2 separate regions of the Capra hircus genome follow, and region 1 is linked to region 2. The links are chromatin contacts, called in public Hi-C maps. All regions are on one chromosome and are shown on one strand. The core of a region is the stretch at or near the end of the contact, and the rest is flanking DNA. Distances in the headings are between cores, read along the strand shown.

What was found. A called contact is a pair of places that touch in the nucleus more often than the background predicts.
Region 1: a contact with region 2 is called in a Hi-C map of blood, with 4 times the contacts expected there. The contact joins two enhancer-like sites. A contact is called at or near these places in 2 of 5 Hi-C or Micro-C datasets (both in blood).

Annotation. Positions count from the first base shown.
Region 1 is chr5:19,098,135-19,105,840 of ARS1.2, reverse strand. It overlaps POC1B (POC1 centriolar protein homolog B), which reads left to right. Exons shown (of 12, transcript XM_018047611.1): 10 at 4,091-4,171. Among named protein-coding and RNA genes, the nearest start is that of POC1B, 71 kb to the left of the region's middle. Within about 2 kb of position 1,555, at least 1 of the 5 cell types and tissues checked has an H3K27ac peak or open chromatin away from gene starts, as enhancers often do.
Region 2 is chr5:18,646,755-18,653,344 of ARS1.2, reverse strand. No RefSeq gene overlaps it. Among named protein-coding and RNA genes, the nearest start is that of TRNAC-GCA, 20 kb to the left of the region's middle. Within about 2 kb of position 3,769, at least 1 of the 5 cell types and tissues checked has an H3K27ac peak or open chromatin away from gene starts, as enhancers often do.

The DNA.
Region 1 (7,706 bases), core at 306-2,805, 450 kb before region 2:
TCAATTCTTCGGTGCTCAGCCTTCTTCACAGTCCAACTCTCACATCTATACATGACCACCGGAAAAACCATAGCCTTGAAGTTAATTAAAAAGATTTCGTCAATAATTGTTTTTTTGGTTTCTGATTTCATAATGGCCATTTGAAGTTACCTTAATCACCACATTGCATAGCAAATTCTATATGATATTGAGCAGTAAGGAAAACTTCCTTTAACTTTAACCAAATATTTATATAAAGATATTGTGTGGTAGTCTGGCCACGATTCATAGTTGAAAACTACAAGTGATCAATTTACGACTTGGAGTCTGAGATTGAGTTTTTATTTCAACCTTCTATTAAGGTTGAAACATTGTGTCATTAATTAATGGTTAATAAAACTGACCTCCTCTACCAATTTTGTATTTCAGTTCTAGCTGTGGTATATGTATTGTTTTGTACCTCTGAAAATGTTCTTTAGAGATTATCAATAATAATATCTAACACATGCAACATTATTCTAATTGCCTTACATAAACTGTCATTCAGTCTTCCTAAAAACTATAAAGGAAGCACCATTTGTATTCCATGAGAAATTGAGGTCCATGTAAGTTAAACCTTAGAGCTAGCAAGCAGCAACATGAGAATTGCAACCAGTCACTCTGGTTCCATTCTGTACCTTTAACTATTTTCATACAGTGCTTCAATAGAATCGAGATTTAATTTCATCCTGTTAACAAATACTGGACATCATAGTAGCTTTAGATTATGCAACAGTGGACAGGATGGACATGTTTCTTGCTCTTCAGAATTTTTTAGCTCATGAACGCCTCACTGTCCAGAACCTCGGCATGGGATGGAATCTGTGAGGGCACCTGTATTAATCCTCCATCATGCATGAATCCCTTGTTCGATGATGGAAAACAGCCTCTCATGAGGCAGCTGATTCCCATTTCAAGGCAACTCTAGTTATTGAAGCGTTATTTCCTTTAATAAAAATGGAGAGCTAGAAGGTGCTGTTAATATTCACGGAGATTAGCTTGCAAAGAACTTAACTGTAAGTGTCACTGTCTCAGCATATTTTCTTTGTGGAGAAGACTGTAAACTTTTACTTAGTGAGACTTTCCTGCTTCACTTAATGAATGTGGCAGCAACTTGTAGCACGATACAGTAAAATATTGTTATAGCAAGAATTTCCCAGCTCGTAGAAGCTCAAGGATTTCTCTATGAGAGACGCTGATCGTTTCCATATGATTTCATCTTTTGGAGAAGTTCTTGTTTCAGATGGCAAAAGCAGACTGAATTTTTCATTGGTAAACAATTTCACATCTACACTAGGTGGCAGTAGATAAAAGAAAATAAGGTGTCTGCGAGCACTTCCTGGACAGCTAGCTCACCGTTGAAAGGAAAGCAGGTCGGCCTCAGGTTTCTTATCTTTGCCTCAACTCTGGACCCAGAGCTGACGGGAAGGAGGCTGTGCGTTCTGCTCTGTGCAATGGCCAGAAAAAACCTAGGCAAATAGATGGTCTTGTATGGTTCTGATTCTTTCTTTATTGCAGTATAGGGATTGTTGGGTGTGTACCCCTCTGCCTGTAACACAAGTGGCTGGATAAATGTAAACACTTCACAGTGTTTCCAAAGCTTCAGCTGTACTGATCAGACATGATACTGCTTTTGAAATCATTCCAGTCCTCTTAACCACAGGTTCAGCCCCTATTCCCACAGCCCTGACTGCTGCAGTGTTCTCACTGTTATATCCCTACTTTATTCTGGATACTGTACGTGTTCCCGCCACCATAATCTTTCTAACGTGCATTTTAGCCTCCAGTTCTTCTGTGCCTCCCCAGAAGCCTTCACCCCACACAGTCTGACCCTTGCCACCCTCTCTGGTGGCCACCTTGTGCAACAGTTTGTGTCAGCATTCTGCCTCTATGCTCGGGGAGGCTCATAACCGCATCTCCGGCCCTCTCTCTCTGCTTTTGTTTTCGTAACTTCTCTAAAGAAGTCATCTTAAGCTCTCTCTGCCCCATGGGAAGCCTTTCTCAGTCAACAGTCCCTTCCTGAGGTTCGCCAGTACACTCACTGTTGGTAGCTTTTGATACCAAGTTCTGCTGTCTTTAGGGGGCTTCCCTTGTAGCTCAGCTGGTAAAGAATCTGGCCTGGAGAATTCCATGGACTGTGTAGTCCATGGGGTTGCAAAGAGTCAGACATGACTGAGTGACTTTCACTTCACTTCACTTCTGCTATCTTTGTTGCCCTTTGTTTACTTCTTTATATTCATAGTTTAGTGTAAATAATTAGTGACCTTGTGGTTTCTTTCCTTTTTTTTTTCCAAATTCTGAAATTATCTTCCTCCAAAGTAGTCACCACTCTATTATTCCCTTGCTTTTCTTTTAACTTTTACTATATATGTTTGAATCAATAATTAGATATTATTTCATTTTGGATAGTTCTAAACTTTATATAATGGAATCATACTATGTATATTTTTATATAACCTGCTTTTTTATTTCACATTAAAATCCTGAGATTTGTTTGTATGGATTCTGAATTCATGCTTTCACATGCTGTCATGCATAGTTGTATTTCATTCATTTTCACTGCTGTGTAGGATTCCAATGAATTTAAGACAGTAATTCCCATGATTATGTATCTGTTCTACTGTTGATAAACATTTGGGGATTTCTGATTGTGGTTTGTTTCTTGAATTTATTTATTGTATTGACAGTTGATTTACAATGTAGTGTTAGTTTCTCCAAGATTGTGGTTCTTGTTTTTGCCATTACAAAAAATGTTCTATAAACAGGGTCAGCACATCACTGAGCTTTCTAGCTTTTGTAATCTGATAGGTATTAAGTGGGATTTTGCTTTACTCTTTCCTTTTCTAATTACTACTAATGTTTCTGAAAATCTCCTCATAGTCTAGATAACTGTTAGGCTTCCTGTGATGTTTTCTTAGGACTTCTGTTCTTTTCACATTGATTTGTAGGTTTTTCCTATATATTTTCTTTTTTCTCCTTTTTTTTCCCCTATATATTTTAGATAGTTGTCCTTTTCCAGTTCCAAACATAACATCTCCTCCTGTTCATTATCTGATTGATAACCTTATGGTATCCACTGTGAAACAGAAATGCTTAATATTGGTGTGAACAAGATGGACCCGTTTTTTATTTTTTCAGCCTTATGGCTTTAGTTTTGCTGCTTTAGTTTAAGATATCCTTCTCTACCCCACGTCAGAAAGATATTTTTACACATTTACTCCTATTAACTTTGTAGTTTTAACATACCATTTAGGTTTATAAATTATCTGCTGTCCATCTTTTATGTAGTGTTAGGGATCTATTTAGTGAGCCTGCTTCTCAGGTACAAGTCATCCTTCCTCTACCGATTTGTGGCACCATTTTTATTTTGTATTTGTTTTCCATTTATACAGGGCTTTGCTTCTGAGCTGTTTATGGTATAACTTTCAATGAACTTCTCTAATATCTTTACATGAGTTTTATTTTTCCATAAAGGTCTTATGCATCTTGGTTTTTCTCTGATGTATTTTTAAATTTTTATAGTGTTATAAATTATGATTTTTAAAAATTTGCATTTTCTGTGTACTAAAGTGCAGACATGTCATTGATTTTATATATCAATTTTGGATCTAGTAAACTCTTGTTAGTTTTAATGATTTAGTGGTAGATTCTTTCGTGATTTCTTTGTAGATAATTATATATGAATAACGAATTTTATTTCTTCTGTTCCAATTCCTACATCTTAATGCTTTTATTTCCTTTTCTTGTCTTACTGAACTGGCTAGGATTTTTTTCTGCATCTTTTAAGGTGGGTCATTTATTTTATTTTTAATAGCCCTTCCTAGGTGAATCCCATTGATTTTCAAATGTAAAAGCAACTTTTTATTCCTGGGATAAATTCAACTTGGTCACAATGATCTTTTCTTATATACTGATAGATTTGATAGGCTAATATTTTAAAATTTTCTATCCATGCTAATATACAAATATATTTTAGAATATATTAGGAAATACCCTCTAGATTGTTACAAATGGCATCCAATTTCTTATGGTATAAAAATCTAATATTAGCCTTTTTAATGTACATATGCAGATTAATCCAAAGCTTGATGTAATCGATTTGCAGACCTCCACTCCCCCTGTTGTGGACATCCTTTCTTTTGATTCTACCACAGTAAGTTTCCTTTGGCATTTAAGTGGTATTTAATTGTTTGGCATAATCCATTTTCCTTAAAAAGTATGTGGGAGAAAAGATTATAAAATTGACTAAGTAGCCTAACAGTTTAGAAAAAAACCTTATATGAAAAGTCAACTTATAATGTGTCTAAATTGCCACCAGGGGGAGCAGTACCAGTTTCCAGAAAAGTAGTTTGACGACCCTGAGGGCAGGAGAATCCATGCTGTCTCCTCTCCTGTTAAGGTAGTCCATGTGACATTTCACATGCTGTTAGAGAACAGATTTCCTTTTTTGCTAATTGCCTTTCAGAGGTGCTAAACTTACTTCTCTTCTCCTTAGAAGCTGTAAGAAAAGTAGTCCTTTTCCTTTGTTCATCTCTCTTGATGGATAATCCAAAAATTAAGGTGTATTTGCATACATACAATTTATCAGTGTATCTGAAGTCTTAAAAAATTGAGAGTTTTAGCCTTTCAATTTGAGTGTGCTTAATCTTTGCAAGGCAGATCATTTCTGCCATCAATTCTATTAGAGCAAAACTAGTCCTAAAAACAAATGGGAGGAATGCCATGGTCTTTGGCAACACTACTGAAATAGTATCAGTATAGTTAAATATTTGGGGTATATTATTCATATGTGGCCAAAAAAAAAAAAAAAAGCAAGAAAAACCCTTGACATTACAACATTATAAACTTTCCAGTAGATCTCAAGAATTGTATTTATTGTAGAGGAATTCTGCAGAGAACTAGTCTATCCTGAGTCTATCCTGTGTCAGAAAGAAGTCTGCTTATTAAAGGGTCTTTTAAGGGTGAATTCCATGCAGAAAGACTGCCAGATCAGTCATAAGAAGTTCCAGAGACAGGAAATCAGCTGGAGGGTCAACCTAGGGGCTGGTTGTCAAAGAGAATCCCAAGAATTGTTGGTAAGTTTCCTGGTAGTGCTAGTGGTAAAGAACCCACCTGTCAGTGCAGGACACATAAGAGATGTGGGTTCAGTCCCTGGGTTGGGAAGATCCCCCGGAGGAGGAAATGACAGCCCACTCCAGTACTCTTGCCTGGAGAATTCCATGGACAGAGGAGCTTGAATGGGCTCTATAGGATCTATAGGGTCACAAAGAGTGGGACACGACTGAAGTGACTTAGCACACGTGCACTTAGGACCTCAATCAGGTTTGTGGTCTTATCTCTTACAATGTTTATGTTTATAAAATAAACCTGTGAGCATTCCTGCATTAAGTTATTTATGAGATTAAAAATTAACTAGACATCAAATTCTTGCCACAGTGCTTAGCTTATGGTAGGTACTCAATACATTTATGTTCAATGAATTACTCAAAAGGCCTGCTGTTGAAATTTATAAATTCTGATGAGTTGAGTTTTTGCCCCAGTAGTAAGAAGAGCAAAAGATAGGTGGCTTTTGAGATGTGCTGCCTTCTTGTGAGGTAGTTGGTAGACTAAAATTGGATATTTCTGTCCTAGAAGATACAAGTGGAGAAGGCAATGACAACCCACTCCAGTACTCTTGCCTGGAAAATCCCAGGGACGGGGGAGCCTGGTGGGCTGCCGTCGCTGGGGTCACACAGAGTCGGACATGACTGAAGCGACTTAGCAGCAGTAGCAGCAGCAGAAGATACAAGAGATCATCAAAAGTCTTTGGTCTGAACTTTGAGACTCACTCTCCTTGCCTGTACCCTTCAAACTTTGCAAAGCCTCATGACCTGAGGAATCCTGGTGTTCTCGATAGTATGCTATGGAGGTGCGCATAAATGCCAGCTAGCAAGTGATAGCAGGCTGGCTGTCCCTGGATGGTGTTGCAGAAGCATCAAAGTCAGGTGTCTACATTATAACTCAGGAATGCCAGGGCTTCCCTGGTGGCTCAGATGGGTAAAGAATCTGCCTGTGTTGCAGACCTGGGTTTGATCCCTGGATCAGGAAGATGCCCCAGAGAAGACAATGGCTACCCACTCCAGTATTCTTGCCTGGAGAATACCATGGACAGAGGAGCCCAGTGGGCTACAGTCCATGGGATCACAAAGAGTCAGACATGGCTGAGCAACTGACTGAGGAATACAGAGTAGGTAGGATCTCAAGAAGACAATTCTTTTTTTTTTTTTTTTCCAAATTGAAGTGTAGTTGATTTATGATGTTGTGTTAATTTCTGCTGTACAGCAAAGTGATTCAGTTATACACATATATACATTTTAAAAATATTCTTTTCCATCATGGTTTATCACAGGGAGGATAGTTTCTGTTTTACACAGAAACCTGTGTTTTTATCTTTTTATTTTATCCACCTTATACACAATAGTTTGTATCTGCTAACCCCAACCTCCCAATCCATCTCCTTGCCTTGGCCATCACAAGTCTTGTTCTCTATAGGCAAGATAATTTTTATAATAAACATGTAGTGGTGTTTGCAGTTGTGTTACAGAACAGTATAAATAAGACTGAAGAGTGCACTTGTTTCCTGCATAAGGGATAATGTTAGATTGAATCATATGATGTTGCCATTTGTAGGCAACAGCAATCTAATATCTGTGATTTCCCATGGGTCAGCCCAACATACAAGTCTTAAAAGGAAGATTCCACTGTTACTTTGAGTTGTGTGCGCGATGCTTTGTAAAAATAAAATAAACAAGAAAACAGAAAACAAAAACTCACTTGTTATAAACTGGATTGGAATTAAGCTAATGAGATCCTACCTAAAATCTGGAAGATAGCTGCTGGTCTCCCAGCAAGACAAAGAATCCTGATTTTATTTCTCTTACTAACATTTTCTGAAGACACAGATGCTCATGAAGCATTCAGATTTTTATACAGAGTATCTTTAAAGAGCTTTCCTTTAAATTTTCAGTGTATCTTTCTTGTAGCTTATTGATAGATAAGAGGTAGAAAACTAAAGTGAAATCACTGTAATTGTTTGCCTTTCCATTAATTTCGTGGTATGTGTTAGTCGCTCAGTTGTATCCAACTCTATGGGATCCCATGAACTCGATACAATCCCATGGACTGTAGCCCACCAGGCTCTTCTGTCCGTGGAATTCTCCAGGCAAGAATACTGGAGTGGGTTGCCATTCCCTTCTCCAGGGGATCTTCCCAACACAGGGACTGAACCTGGGTCTTCTGCATTGCAGGCAGATTCTTTACCATCTGAGTTACCAGGGAAGCCTACTAAGTTCGTGGTAAATATTTCTTAATCTGTCATCTCCTCTACGTATTGGCTGCTTTTCTTTTGCTTCTGCACAACAAGCTTAATTGTAAAGGATATTTGTTTCTATTCTGGCATAAAGCACTAGTGTGGTGTGAACTTTGCATGTGATTATAATTTAAAAACCCAGAGAAATGTTGGAAGCAAAAAAAAGCAGTATTTAAAGGTGGGTTTTGTTATTGTGGTTACTATTTATTTTGGAGATTTGTTTAGTTTTTGCAGACTGGAAGAACATTTCTTTAGAAATTCATTTTCATCAAGATGAGATATAAAAAGATTACTGTTTAAAACTTAGTTTGTGAAATTTATTAATAGGATAAAAGCAGAC
Region 2 (6,590 bases), core at 2,520-5,019:
AATGTAGACCACAAACCTATAGAGACCAAGGTGGGAAGGAGGGGCTGGGATGAATTGGGAGATTGGGATCGACATATACACCTACAATACAATGTATAACACAGATAACTAATGGCAACCTACTACTTTATAGTGCAGGGAACTCTACTCAATGCTTTGTGTGACGGAGGGGATATATGTGTACATATAGCTGATCCACTTTGCTGTACAGCAGAAACTAACAACAGCATTGTAAAGCAGCTAAACTCTAATAAAGAAAAAAAAAAGAGAGAGCACTTGACATCTTAGGTATAATACGCACTCGCTGTGTGACATACTCTGTCTCAGTAACTTGGGTCTATTGAATCGTTTAATGCCCATAACAAGCCTATGAGATAAGACACCATTTTTCTTTTTAAAATACACTTTTATTGAAAAAAATATACATATACATGACACACATAAATCCTAGGTGCACATTTCCATGAACTTTCATACATGGGACATGCTTATGCAACTGAAACTCAGATCCGGACACAGAGCGTTGGTAGCACCCCAGAGACACGCCCCATCCCCAGTCACTATCCTCCTCCTCCCCGAAGCTGTCACTGCCTGACTTGTCAGTACAGATTAGTGCTGCCTGGTTTTGAACTTTATATAAGTGGAATGACAGGGCACATACTCTTTTGTATCTGGTCTCTTTTGGTACAATGTTATATTTTTGAGCTTTGTCCACATTGCTGGTTGTAGCAGTAGTTTATTCATTTTCATTGGTGTCATTACTCCATTGCATGATTAGACTGCAGTTTATTTACACACTTCAACAGTGAAGAAAATGTGGTTGTTTATAATGAATAGTGGTACTAGTTCTGTCTAAAAATTTGTATGTGTCTAACTATATATGTATATATGTGTATATATATGCCCAGAAACAGAAATCAACGTATTTGTTTAGACATGTGTGTATATATACACATATACTGCCAAACCGTTGATTCTAGTGATTTTGCCCATTATACTCAGCATGAGGGGAGCCATCTCTCATTCGTTAGCACAAAGTCTGACATTCTTTCCCACCCTTGGTTCTGTCCCGCACTGCAACCAGCCTAACATGCATAGGCTATGTCATCACAGCCACCCTTTGGCCACTCCTTGGATCAAGATTTGCACACACAGCAGTGTGGCCTGCCTTTGGAAAATGAGCTTAGGGAAGAGGCCTAATTCAGGCCCAATTCTGGAGTCCTGGGTGTCTAGACTATTGTCCAGGGAGGAGGGGATATAGGTTCCGAGTGGGCATGTTCTTGGGCTCCTCACGCCATGGGATGGAGCAAGGTCAGGGTGGGCCCCCCTTGACTGGTCTGAGGATAGTATTACACTTAGTTGCCATGTATGAGACTCCTAGTTTGTCTCACTTCTTTGTAAAGACTTGATCTCGTTAGTCTTTATTTTAGCCCTTCTGGTGGGTAAGTTAGTGGTATCTCATTGTGCGCTGAACTGATGATCAATGAGGCAATGAGGTACAGTGTTTTTTTTTTGTATTTTTTACCATTTGGATACGCTCTGTTGTGAAGTGTCTGTTCAATGATTTCCCACAATTTTCTAACCGCCCACTATTATCATCCCCATTTTACAATGGGGAATTGGGAGCATAAAGAAGACAAATAACTTTTCCAATAACTAGAAGTAGAAACAGAGCTAGGATTTGAATCCAGGATGTCTGACTTCACAGCCCGCTCTCCTAATTCACTCAAAGAGTCAGACAAGAAAACCAAACTGGTCTTTTGCGTCTGCTATGACTCACTGATATACAGCTTGAGCTCCCCCTAGCGGAGGAAAAGAGTTGTACTCAAGATTCCCAAGTGGGGACTACCTAAGGAGAGGTAAAATGACCACCCGCTTGCTGCTGCTAAGTCGCTTCAGTCGTGTCCGACTCTGTGCGACCCCATAGACGGCAGCCCACCAGGCTCCCCCCACTGGAATTCTCCAGGCAAGAACACTGGAGTGGGCTGACCACCAGCTTGATGGCTTAAAAAAGCACACAGTTATTCTCTCGCAGTTCTGGGGGTCAGAAGTACAAAATGGACTTCTAAGGGTGAAGCCAAGGTTCTCTTTTTGGAGGCTTTGGAGAGGGTCCCTTTCCTTGCCTTTTCACCCTCTGCCTTACTGCATTCCTTGGCCCATGGTCCTTTATTCCATCCTCAAGGAATCTTTAAATCTCTCTCTGCTTCTTCACATCAGCTTCTCCAACACAGTCAAATCCCTTTATTTCTCCCTCTTATAAGGATTTATGGTTGCATTTGGCCCAGGATAATCTAGGACACTCTTTATATCTCAAGATCCTTACTTCAACCACCTCTACAAAGGTGCTTTTCCCACATAAGAGTAATATTCCCAGTTCCCTGGATTAGGATCTGGGTATCTTTGGGGGCCATTATCAGCCTGCCACACCCTTCTGCCATTTTGAGTCAATATGTGCGTGTCATGTGTTTCCTCTGCAAAGATTTGTACTTGGAAATAAGCTGATTCATCACCTGATTCACTTATACTGAATATCAGCCAAACCATTGAGAACATTTCTGCTCAGAAATGTCTGCCTTTGTGGTTCCCATGAACCTCTTACTTCCTTAAGATCTGTTAGAGTGTTCTAGGCAGGAACCAAGAATGGCTAGCATTTATGTTTTAGTTCAGGTATAAATTCTTTAGATGATTCATGGGGTTTCTTACCATGAAATCATCTTTCTAAGAAGCTTCCTTTTCTCAGAACCTGATACACTTTCAAGTTTTCTATGTTAAAAAATAGCTTTCTGTACCACTTCTGCTTTGCACATGTAGCGAATCCTGGTCAGGAGTGACAGGAAGCTCACTTTCGTGCGAGCGCTGGCTGCCCTGGGACACCTGCTGTGCTAGTAATGAACATGAGATGCCTAACATGTGTTGTCCTTCCCCACCACCGGACCCCAGTTGCCAGGTGGAGGGCTCAGCTGCCCTCGGTCCCAGGATCTTCACAGCTTTATCCAGAGGCTGGGAGTTTCCACGCATCCTGCTTTTCTTCTTCCACATGATTCACGTTGTGTGAGGCTTTAACTCGGGGTCCCCAGGAGAACATTTTTATTCTGTAGCCATTTGTTGTCCATTTATTTGTCACTGTTTGCCAAGTGCCTACTATGTACGTGTCAGCCTGCTGGATGCTGGCAAATTAAGGATGAGTAATGCACAGACCCTGCCCTCAGGATATCAAGCTGCTTAGTCACAATATGATAATCCTGCATATTAGTCCTTTCAACGGCAAGTGATGGGAATGAAATTCACACTCACTTAAACATGAAAGAAAATGTCCTGATTTACATTAGGAAAAGTCCAGGGCTGGTACTGTGTATCAGTCTGGGTCCAAAGTGAGAAGAGTTCAATCAATCAAAAATGTGTGTGTGTGTGTGTGTGTGTGTGTGCAAAATCACACTAAAGGGCTTATTACAGGAATTGTACTGTGCTATGCTTAGTCACTCAGTCATGTCCAACTCCTTGTGACCCCATGGACTGTAGCCCAACAGGCTCCGCTGTCCATGGGGATTCTCCGGGCAAGAATACTGGAAAGCGTTGCCATGCTCTCCTCTAAGGGATCTTCCCAACCCAGGAATTGAATCCAGGTCTCCTGCACTGCAGGCGGATTCTTTACCATCTGAGCCATGAGGGAAGCCCTATTGTAAGCATTTGACCTATGCAATTGTAGAGGCTGGTTAACCAGTTTCTGTAAGGCGGTCTTCATCTCATATACTGGAGCATGAAGATCTCCGAGCTAGCTATAAGGAAGCTAGATGTGAAGTGGGAAGGACCGAGAACAAACTGGCACTCCTGCACGTAACCTATGCGGTCGGATGGGAACCTCCGTTAGCCTCTCATCATCTCCCGTCCACATGGGACTCCTGTGGTCCACGAGTCAGGAAAACTGCAGGGAAGTCTGAAGGAAGGCGGAGTTGATGGGAACCTGGCTGCCACCTCACACACACAAAGGCAAGTCACCCAGCAGCACAGTACACGTGTGATGGGCAGTATCCAGCCCCTTCCCCAGCTGGCTCAGACATCAGAACGACACGGCTGCCTTCATGCCTATCCTCCGAATCCCACACAGAACATCTTTACCACTAGTGCCGCCTGCAAAGCACATTTTAACTACAGGCGCCGGGTAGTGCAAGTAGTAAAGAATCCACTTGCCAATGCAGGAAACAGAAGAGCGGGTTCAATCCCTGGGTTGGGAAGATCCCCTGGAGGAGGGCATGGAGAGTACCCACTCCAGTACTCTCGCCTGGAGAATCCCACAGACAGAGGAGCCTGGCAGGCTACAGTCCCTAGGGTCGCAAAGAGTCAGACACAACTGAAGTGACTAAACACACACACACCAAGAATACATGAATGATTTTCCCCAGGGAAAACCAAGGTATTGACACTAAAAAGGCAAACCCAGCCCCAAAGTAAAAGTCCACTAATACAGAGAGAAACCCAGGGAAGCTTTGCCATAGGACATAATGGTAACAATACAAAAGCAGCTGGATGCATAGAGTAATTACTAGGCTGAGATCTGGAAACACAGTCTTTATTGTCAGTCTTTATTGCTACTTCTATAATCTAACTAGGTGGCCTTAAGCAAGTTGCTTAACCTCTCTGCAACTAAATGATCTCATCTGACGACGGAAAATGTTAGCCTAGATTTATTCATTCATCCAGAAAGCAATTATAGAATATTTAACCATATGCCACACCCTGGGATGGACAGAAAGCCCTTAAGGAGCTTATTATCTAATGAGGGAGACGAACAGGCAAAGTTACAACACACACAAGGGACGCCGTACAGGAAGGATAGGAACTCCTTTCTGGGGCAAAGTTTAGGGGACAGGAAGCTTCCCAAGGGAGGGCATCCTAAGAACTGTTAAACGACAGGTAGGATTTTATTGGCAGATGGGTGGAGAGACTTCATTCAGCTGGTAAGGATAGCAGATTCGTGAAGGGGCAGAGCAGCAGAGGGGCAGGCCGCATATGAGGCAGACTTCAAGGGTTTAGGGCACTTGTGGACACTGAACAAAGATAAGTTCTCTGTTAAGGATCTGAGCAAGAATTTCAAGTCATGCTCGGGAGTGTGGCCATTATCCTGAGGAGGGCGGGGCAGGGATGATTTGGGTAGGGGAGCCTCATGAGTGGTGTTCAAGAAGCTGGGTGTCAGTAGGGAAAAATAAGGGGGAGCAGGGCAAGTGGTTGGCTGAGAAATGGCTTCTCACATCCAGGTGGCAGAGGCTGCAAGCCGGGACTTGGGAAGTGGTGTTCTGTCTGGAGTTAAGGGATATTTAGAGGGCAGATTGTTAGGCTGTACTCATTTACTAATGGTGAAGGCAAAATGCCAGACCCTAGACTAACAACCAGGAGGAAGGAGGGGGGTTGCTACCATCTAAAAAGGGAAAAACCAGAGGAGGAGTAGGCTGGGAAGAGGTGGAGGGAGGTGTTGAACTCAGTGTGGAGTATGTTGAACTTTTAGGAGGCTTAGATGGAGAAGTCCATGAGGACCAGAGGTTCTATCTTTATGCTAGGAGTCCTTGATTGTACTCAGACTGTTCATGCAGATTTTTGAGCCTTTCTTATCTACTCATGAGGATGTAAGAATGCATATCATCATAAATATACAAGGACTTGAGAAGTGCTTCATAGCTACAAGGAGTGTGTCTATTGTGATATGCTATTGCCAATGTTTAGTGAGAAAGCATAGCTGTATTTTATGATTTATACAACAAAGGAATGGAAACAACACATCTATTCCTAATTCCTCTAATTTTTTATCCCAGAGAGAAATCTTGGAGTAGGAAAGAACTCTTTCTGATGATTCTTCATAAAATGCTTTCTCCACTCTTCAGTTGAAATGACAGTCTATGTGAAGAATAACTCTTGGTAAAGAAATATTTCTTCTTCTTCAGAATTTTTGTAAGTAATATATTATTACCATCATTCATGATAGGAATGCGAAAGATATTCCAACATAACTAGATCTTTATACTACAATAAAAACACAGTCTCTAATCCCATTTCCCATACCATTTCCATTTTCTTTAAAAATGATGTCTTTTATTTATATATTATTGTATATGTCTATAGTGAGAAGTATTTGTGCTAATCCAAATTTCCTTCTAGAGTTATATCAAGTACTATTCTATTTTTAAATGATCGTGAAAATAAAATTGACCAGCATTCTGGGGGCTCTCTGTTCAATGTCAAGGCATCTGATGAGATACATAGAAACAAAATAGATTTGAACATGATCACAGTATCTCCTAACAAAGTTCACTTAGGTTACGGTTCTTCTTTTCCTGTGTCTCTAGTAGATGGAGTCTTTACATTCATGGAAATTGTCTTTTGGGGCTAAGGAAGGCAACAAAGGGACTTCTAAACTTTTGTTTTTCAATTTTATTTCATTTTTACTTTTTATTTTATATTGGAGTATGGTCGGTTTATAAATCATTTTAGTTTTTCAAAGTGGGATGGGAGGAACTTAGTTTAGTTACACATATACAGATTTTAGTTACACATATACAGATATCTATGATTTAGTTACACATATACAGATATCTATTCTT